3 separate regions of the Mus musculus genome follow, and all the other regions are linked to region 2. Evidence: chromatin contacts called from public Hi-C and promoter capture Hi-C data. All regions are on one chromosome and are shown on one strand. The core of a region is the stretch at or near the end of the contact, and the rest is flanking DNA. Distances in the headings are between cores, read along the strand shown. Region 1 overlaps Gphn (gephyrin). Region 2 holds the start of Gphn (gephyrin). Region 3 overlaps Gphn (gephyrin).

What was found. Promoter capture Hi-C pulls out the DNA fragments that hold promoters and counts their contacts. Hi-C and Micro-C count contacts between places; a contact is called where the count stands out from the background.
Region 1: a Hi-C map of liver shows a contact between it and region 2, with 1.7 times the contacts expected there. The contact joins the enhancer-like site here to the promoter of Gphn in region 2. A contact is called at or near these places in 6 of 39 promoter capture datasets (3T3-L1-derived adipocytes, the HPC-7 cell line, hippocampal neurons and 2 more), 6 of 484 Hi-C or Micro-C datasets (Kupffer cells, liver and neurons), 7 of 115 datasets of contacts at active chromatin or transcription factors (the SCID.adh cell line, bone marrow-derived dendritic cells, embryonic stem cells and 4 more) and 2 of 9 other capture datasets (liver and pancreatic islet).
Region 3: a contact with region 2 is called in a promoter capture Hi-C map of liver, with 2.0 times the contacts expected there. The contact joins the enhancer-like site here to the promoter of Gphn in region 2. A contact is called at or near these places in 3 of 39 promoter capture datasets (3T3-L1-derived adipocytes, hippocampal neurons and liver), 4 of 484 Hi-C or Micro-C datasets (liver, macrophages and neurons), 9 of 115 datasets of contacts at active chromatin or transcription factors (the 230-238 cell line, the SCID.adh cell line, bone marrow-derived dendritic cells and 6 more) and 2 of 9 other capture datasets (adipose tissue and liver).

Annotation. Positions count from the first base shown.
Region 1 is chr12:78,266,735-78,269,434 of GRCm38.p6, forward strand. The region is part of intron 1 of Gphn (gephyrin); the gene reads left to right. Among named protein-coding and RNA genes, the nearest start is that of Gphn, 41 kb to the left of the region's middle. Within about 2 kb of position 1,282, at least 2 of the 459 cell types and tissues checked have an H3K27ac peak or open chromatin away from gene starts, as enhancers often do. A contact at or near this core is called in liver, where this site is marked.
Region 2 is chr12:78,225,273-78,227,972 of GRCm38.p6, forward strand. It overlaps Gphn (gephyrin), which reads left to right and starts at 1,383. Exons shown (of 23, transcript NM_145965.2): 1 at 1,383-1,569. The coding sequence starts at 1,506.
Region 3 is chr12:78,282,895-78,285,594 of GRCm38.p6, forward strand. The region is part of intron 1 of Gphn (gephyrin); the gene reads left to right. Among named protein-coding and RNA genes, the nearest start is that of Gphn, 58 kb to the left of the region's middle. Within about 2 kb of position 1,422, at least 1 of the 459 cell types and tissues checked has an H3K27ac peak or open chromatin away from gene starts, as enhancers often do. A contact at or near this core is called in liver, where this site is marked.

The DNA.
Region 1 (2,700 bases), core at 32-2,531, 41 kb after region 2:
GAACACATATACATACACATGACTGGAGACTTTGAAATACTTGTGCAGAAGCCTGGAATAGGATATTGTAAAAAGTTGCATAGATGACTGTGCAGATGGGTAAATATTTTAATAAATAATTAAGATAAATAGAAAATGGGACAGACTAATGATGAATTAGGGTAGTAGAGAAGATTACACTTTGAGTTATTTTTTTATTTTGCCTTATATTTTCAATATAAAATGAAAATACCAAATCAATTAACCAGAAGTTCAACTTGCAAAACCTAGTTAATTAATAATTTTATTCATGTTTGTTTTAACTAATGTTAGTTTTTGAACTTTGGCTCCTCTGTTCTATGGACCAATGTGAAACATTTGTTTTAGGGAATGCCAGTTTTCAAGAAACAGAAATAATCTCTGGATTAGATTTGATATAATTTGATTCTTTTGATTACAAGATATTTTTAATACACTAGGACACAAAGACTATCAGAAGAATTGTTTATACTCCTTTTTGCTTATCCAGTAGGATGAAAACTGTGACTGTATTGTTTAAATATTTATTTGAACATGAAAAAAAAGCAGTTGCTATAAAATGTGTTTGCACTCAAAATTAGCCATTAAATAGTAATTGTAGATTAGAAAAAGAGGAGTGTTTTCCTTCTATTTTGTATCTATGCATCCATAGATACTAGTAAATTATTGCTGTAGCAAGGTGTGGTCTGATCTTTAACATTACTTTTTCTGTAGCAGAAATTATGGTATTTGATAACTTTATCTTATTTATAAAAGTAGATATATATTTGTCAGTTTTTCATTTCTGTGACAAAATGTGGGGAGGTGGACCATGCCACCAGACAGAAGAACTGATAAGGTAGTAGCAAGTTCAGAACCCTGGTAAATCTCATAAATGAGACTAGTAAGAGTTTGATCCTGTCCTGGAGTATGAGACCATGACACCTCACTAGGAGGGCAATGACAACTGGTTAGGTAGCATAGAACCTAGAGTTCTTCATGCTAATGAGGAATCTAGATAGGCCCCAGTTGTTTAGCCAATGAACTCTCTTTCCTGGGCTTCCTTTTCTGCCAAAGGTATTTAATCTCTGGTTTGCCCTCAATAAGACGTGTGCATCCTCATCCACCATGAATAAAACTGTGCTCTGTTATACAGAGCTATGCTGTTTGCCTGGGTCTCCCATAGAGGGTCCTTTTCCAGCCCCTCCCTCCCTCCCTCCCTGCTCATTGCAGACTCCTCTTTCCAACACCCCACAGTTCCCAGAGGTGTCTGGGTGCACAGGAGTTTGAGAACTTCAGCCGCTATCCCAGCCTCTGCTGTTTCTCACTTGGAGAAACACAGGAAGGGACACCCTTATCTTTGACTGCATTTAGTATTTCCCTGAGCGAGGTGCAAGGTAGAGACACAGAATGACAACAAGACACTCAAAAATAAGCTACAAGGAAGAAAACTTTATTTGGCTTATGATAATAGAGGTTTCAGTCCATGGTTGGCTGGTTCAATTACTTTTATATTGTAGTGAGGTAGAATGGTCATGACAGGGAGCACATGATAGAACAAAGCTACTTGTTTTATGACAGCCAGGAAGCAGAAAAAAACAGGGAAGGAAATGATCAGGGGCAAGATTCACCTTTTAAAGCCTATTACTAAATAAGTAAAGATTTTAAAAATGGAAAGTGAGTGAGTAGGGGAGAAGAAAGAAAGCCACTTTACCAATTACAAAGTTGCTGTTTAAATGAAGAAAAAAAAAGCTTCTATCACTCCCATCTAACAAGCATGTTCTACCACCTAATAACCTATTCAGCTATGAACTTAATGAATTTATCTATTGATGGGGTTAACAATCAAGCTTTCAAGCTTTGTACACATGACTCTCTAGAAACAGGTATTTAGACAAGAATGTGTCAGAGTTATTAATTTCCTATAGGAACAATATGTAATTCAAATTGTAGGAGTGTAAATGTTGCTTTTCTTTCCTCAGATGAAGCAATGAAATGAGAGCAGTACCCTAGCTGTATGAATGTACAGCTTTTGGTGAGCCTCTCTGTTCTAACTATCCCCAGGCCTAGGACTCCATACAATCTAATCTTCCAAACTAACTGATTCAATCTGGCTTCTCTGAATTGCTCTTCCTGCCCTCATACTAACTTGGGTAATGTGTTCTAGTCTACTAGTTCCTTCTTATTCTCTGGCTTATTCTTTTTTCACCTGTGTCTACCTTGTTCTCTCTGTAACCCATCTCTGTAAAGCTATCCTGGTAAAACTCCATACATTCATACTACCCACCACCTTTTTCTCTCTCACTGCTCTTAAGTGGCCTCTCTTCCTCTGCTGTTCTCATGTGAGTTGAGCATATCCTATCTGTGACTCATTCTGTTAAATCTTTCTCTAATTCATCACTTTGTCTGCTCCTCAGTTATATGTCACCTTCAAACATGGCTGCTTGCTTCTACAAACTAATCTTACCTTCCCTGTTAGGGATTAAAGGTGATTACTAGAGACATGTATGTATATTCCAGCTGGATCATGTCTTTGGATGTGATCCCTTGACAGAGCAGCCATGTTGCATGATTAAAATCCCTCTACTTAAGAAAGAGTATATGAATAAAAAATTAAAGTTTGTTTAGGTTATAAATTGTTAGCACATTTGGTTTTTATAACACTTTTGGGGATCTTATTATTTATTATAATGGTGTAATACA
Region 2 (2,700 bases), core at 133-2,632:
CTGGCTTACAAATTTAATCCACTGCCAGAAATACTAGTATACATATCTTCAAAAACGAATTATTTTATCCTTTCTCAACTCCACCCATCATTTCCTTTGTCCTCTTATATAAAGGCACAATGTGAATCTTTAGTGAATAGAATGAGTAATGCTATGTTCTTACTGGAACAATACAAACCGCACATAACCATATAATTGAGATTTTAGACTAAGAGCAGATTATTAAACAGTTTTGATACTTTTTTTGTTGTTGTTTTGCTTTTAGGTTTTACTATGGTGAACAAATGAGAAAACATACACACACTTAAGCCAGAAAAGGATATTTAGCAAACCTACACAAAATAGAGGTGGCTAATAACACTTTATGAAAGACACAGAACTAAATGACCACATTTTCAGAGTAATTCCATATTCCAGAAACACTGAAACTTAAATGTCACAGCATCTAGGGGACGACAGAGAGAGAGAGAGAGAGAGAGAGAGAGAGAGAGAGAGAGAGAGAGAGAGGAATCTCCACTCCACGTGCCCTGCTGCAGACACATAAGCTCCGTCTACGACGTCTGTGGTAGGCTGTCACCGAGCGGGGCCAAAGCGAAGTCAGAGGGAGCATTGACTGCAGGTCACAGCTGGGGCGGCACAGGGTAACCTATCTCTGCCCGAGAGGGGACTCTCGTCACAGCGGCCACCGTTCTGCCACCCATGCCGCTTCCTTAAGCCACCTCTAGGTTCTCCGGTGCCTTCAGAGGAGGTGAGCCCACCTCGCTGCCGCACCTGGTCCGGAGTGGCTCCATCGCGGGCAGAGCCGGCCGGCCTGAGGCGGCGGAAAACTGACGAGGCTGCCGGCTCGGCGGGGGATTGCTTCTGTCTGGGGCCCGCCGAGGCTGCGTTCGTGCCTCGCGCGCACCCGCACCGCGTCCGCCCAGCCAATCCCGCGCTACTCGCGCGCCCAGGAACGTTCCTTGGGTCCCACTCTAGGCTGGGCCGGCTCCTTCCCGCTCCCGGCACTCCGCAGCCAAGCTCGCACTCCTCCCCTCACTCTCCACGAGTTGCACGCCTCGGGGTGTAGCTCCGCCCCTGTCCCCGAGTCCGCCCCCGCAACCTCCAGAGCGTGTGCTCCCTTTTCCCCCTCTCAGTCTCTTGCCATCCAGGCGTCTTGGGTCTCACTCCGCAGAGCCTCTGGGTCTCGCCGGCCTTGCCCCGCCGCCTCCGCGCTCTGTCTTCCGCGAGGCCGCCGCTACTCCCACCCCGGGATCGCTTCCTCCCGGCCGGACTCGGGGTCGCGCGGCCCGACTCCGCCCCCTCCGCGGACCCGCGCGCTCCTGGCGCGGCCTCTCCCCCCCACCCCACGCAGGCCACCGGGCGCTCGGCCCCCTCCTTCCCGCTCGCCTCGCGCTCCCCGGGCGCCCTCGCTCTCGCGCTCTCCAAGGCAAGCGCGCTCCCGGCCGGCGCGCTCCGGGCTCCGGCTTCTCCTGGCTCCTGTCAGTGCGGTGACTGCGCTGGGAAACATGGCGACCGAGGGAATGATCCTCACCAACCACGACCATCAAATCCGTGTCGGAGTCCTCACAGGTAACGGGGGGAGGAGGTCCGGGGGAGCCGCAACGGCTACTATCCGCGACTTGCTGGAGGTTTCTCGCCCGCGGTGGTGCTTCCCTGCGGCCTCGGGAAGAGGGCAGGCTGAGGAGGGGGACCGGGGGGTGTATTTTACAACCGCTGAGAGCTGCTGAGGATTCGGGTGTTCCCGTGTGCTCCCCGGGGGAGCTGGGGCAGGCACGGTGGGGTGTCAGGCCCCGGAGCCCTAGCAGCCAAAGTCTCTGGCCCCCGGGGACCGAGGGGCCGGTGCGGCGGGCGCTGCGGGGCTCCGCGCTGCCGGTGCGGGCGGCGGGATTCCTGCTCCGCAGTCTGAAGCACGCTGCTCGGGGTTGGCCGGGCGCCTCCTCCACTAAAGCTCTTCCGAGAGGGGGGAATCCCATCTCCACCCCCTTTTCTCCCCTCCCCCCCCACCCGGCGGCCCCATGGCACCTGCCTGACAGGACTCGGGGTTCGGCAGGCGAACTCTGCTCCGCCTCTGCTGCCCCTTCGCCGGCCGGCTGTCCCCTCTGCAGACGACGGGACACTCCTCACCTCCCCCGGGAGCCGGGTGCTAGGCTCTAGTCCGGACCCCGGAAAGTGCCTTCCTTCTGCCTTTCCTAGCACAGGGCCCTCCCTCTCTGTCTGCCTCTTCTCCTCCGCGAGGACCGGCTGCTTCCCGTGGCCGGGAGAGCCAGCCTTTTTTTTTTTTTTTTTTCCCTTGAGAAGGAAGGATTTCCCTCTGTCGGGTTCTTTTCTCCCCCTCCCTTTTGGGACACCCCCCCCCTCCCATTCTCACTCCCCGGTGGATGGTCCTGAGGCTGGTGAGGAGCGCACTTTTCCCGGGTCGCGTTTCCCTCCCTCGCGGAAGTCGTGTGTGCTCTGCATGTCTGATTCCGTTGCGTTGTATTTGGGTGATATCCCTGAGTTTGGAGATAGACAGTTGCTGCAGGGCACGACTTCCAAGATGAATTGCAAACCTATTTGTAGGGGTTTCGGCTGAGGTTCTGTAGTTGGCATGGTTCAAGTGTAATTGAACGGAGAAGCGGGGGTTAAAGAATTTATATTTGGAGTCTGAGGCTTACTGTGGAGTAAAGGAAATCCAAGACTTAGTGATGTGGTTTCAGAAAA
Region 3 (2,700 bases), core at 172-2,671, 58 kb after region 2:
TATTTTATATTATTTGTGACTATTGTGAAGGGTGTCATTTCCCTAATTTCTTTCTCAGCCTGCTTATCCTTTGAGTAGAGGAAGGCTACTGACTTGTTTGAGTTCATTTTTTTTATTTTTATTTTTTTTTTTTGGTTTTTCGAGACAGGGTTTCTCTGTATAGCCCTGGCTGTCCTGGAACTCACTTTGTAGACCAGGATGGCCTTGAACTCAGAAATCCGCCTGCCTCTGCCTTCTGAGTGCTGGGATTAAAGGTGTGCACCACCATGCCCGGCTTTGAGTTAATTTTATATCCAGCCACTTTGCTGAAGTTGTTTATCAGCTGTAGGAGTTCTCTGGTGGAGTTTTTGGGGTCACTTAAGTATACTATCGTTTCATCTGCAAATAGTGATATTTTGACTTCTTCCATTTCAATTTGTATCCCTTTGACTTCCATTTGTTGTCTAATTGCTCTAGCTAGGACTTCAGGTACTATATTGAATAGATAGTGAGAGAGGACAGCCTTGTGTAGATCCTCATTTTAGTGGGTTTGCTTCAAGTTTCTCTCCATTTAGTTTGATGTTGGCTACTGGTTTGCTGTATATTGTTTTTACTATGTTTACGTATGGGCCTTGAATTCCTCATCTTTCCAAGTCTTTTAACATGAAGGGATGTTGAAATTTGTCAAATCCTTTTTCAGTATCTAATGAAATGATCTTGTGTTGTGTGTGTGTGTGTGTGTGTTTTCAGTTTGTTTTTGTAATGGATTACATCGATAGATTTCCATATATTGAACCATCCTCGCATGCCTGGGATGAAATGTACTTGATCATGGTGAATGATCATTTTGATGTGTTCTTGGATTTGGTTGGTGAGAATTTTATTGAGTATTTTTACATTTTTATTCATAAGTGAAACTGGTTTGAAGTTCTCTTTGTTGGATCTTTGTGTGGTTTTGGTATCAGTGTAACTGTGGCTTCATAGAACCAATTAGGTACTGTTTCTTCTGTTTCTATTTTGTGGAATAGTTTGAAGAATATTGGTATTAGGTCATCTGTGAAGGTCTGATGGAATTCTGTACTAAAACCATCTAGTCTGGAGCTTATTTTTTGTTTGGGAGACTTTTAATGACTGCTCCTATTCCATTAGGAGTTATGGGACTGTTTAGATGGTTTATCTGATCCTGATTTAACTTAGGTATTGGTATCTGTCTAGAAAATTTATCGACTTCATCCAGGTTTTCCAGTTGCATTGATTATGGGCTTTTGTAGTAGGAACTCGTGTTTTTTTTTTTTTTTTTTTTAATTCAGTTTCTATTGTTATGTCTCCTTTTTCATTTCTGATTTTGTAAATGTGGATAATATTTCTGTGCCCTCTGCTTTGTCTGGCTAGGAGTCTATTTAGCTTATTGATTTTCTCAAAGAACCAGCTTCTACCTTTGTTGATTTTTGGATAGTTTTCTCTTTGTTCCTTCTTGGCTGATTTCAGTCCTGAGTTTGATTATTTTCCCCCATCTACTCCTCTTGAGTGTATTTGCTTCTTTTTGTTCTGGAGTGTAATCTCTCTCCAATTTCTTTATGGAGTTACTCAGAGCTATGAGTTTCCCTCTTAGCACTGCTTTCATTATCATTTTGATGTGTTCTTGGATTTGGTTGGTGAGAATTTTATTGAGTATTTTTGCATTTTTATTCATAAGTGAAACTGGTTTGAAGTTCTCTTTGTTGGATCTTTGTGTGGTTTTGGTATCAGTGTAACTATGGCTGCATAAGTTTGGGTATTTATGCCTTCATTTTCACTAAATTCTAAAAAGTCTTTAATTTCTTTCTTTATTTCTTCCTTGACCAAGTTATCATTGAGTAGGGTGTTGTTCAGCTTCTATACATATGTGGGATTTCTGTTGTTTTTGTTGCTATTGAAGACCAGACTTAGTCTGTGGTGATCTGATAGGATGCATGGGATTATTTCAGTCTTCTTGTATCTGTTGAGGCCTGTTTTGTGACCAATTATATGGTCAATTTTGGAGAATGTACCATGAAGTAATGAGAAAAAGTTATATTCTTTTGTTTTAGGATGAAATGTTCTGTATATATCTGTTGATTCCATTTGGTTCATAACTTCTGTTACATTCACTGTGTCTCTGTTTAGTTTTGTTTCCATATTCTGTCCATTGCTGAGAGTGGGGTTTTGACATCTCCCACTATTATTGTGTGAGTTTCAATGTGTGCTTTGAGCGTTAGTAAAGTTTCTTTTACAGATGTGGGTACCCTAGCATTTGGGGCAAAAATACTGAGAATTGAGAATTCATCTTGGTAGATTTTTTTTTCCTTTGATGAGTATGAAGTGTCCTTCCTCATCTTTTTTTGATAACTTTTTTTTGAAAGTCGATTTTATTCGATATTAAAATGGCTATTTCACCTTGTTTCTTGGGACCATTTGTTTGGAATTTTTCCCCCAACCTTTTACCGTGAGGTAGTGTATGTCTTTGTTACTGAGGTACGTTTCCTTTATGCAGCAAATTTCTGGGTCCTGTTTATATATCCAGTCTGTTAGTTTATGTCTTTTTATTGGGGAATTGAGTCCATTGATGTTAAGAGATATTAAGGAAAAGTGATTGTTGCTTCCTGATATTTTTGTTGTTAATAGGTGGAATTATGTTTGTGTGGCTATCTTCTTTTGGATTTATTGAAAGAAGATTACTTTCTTGCTTTTTCTTGGGTGTAG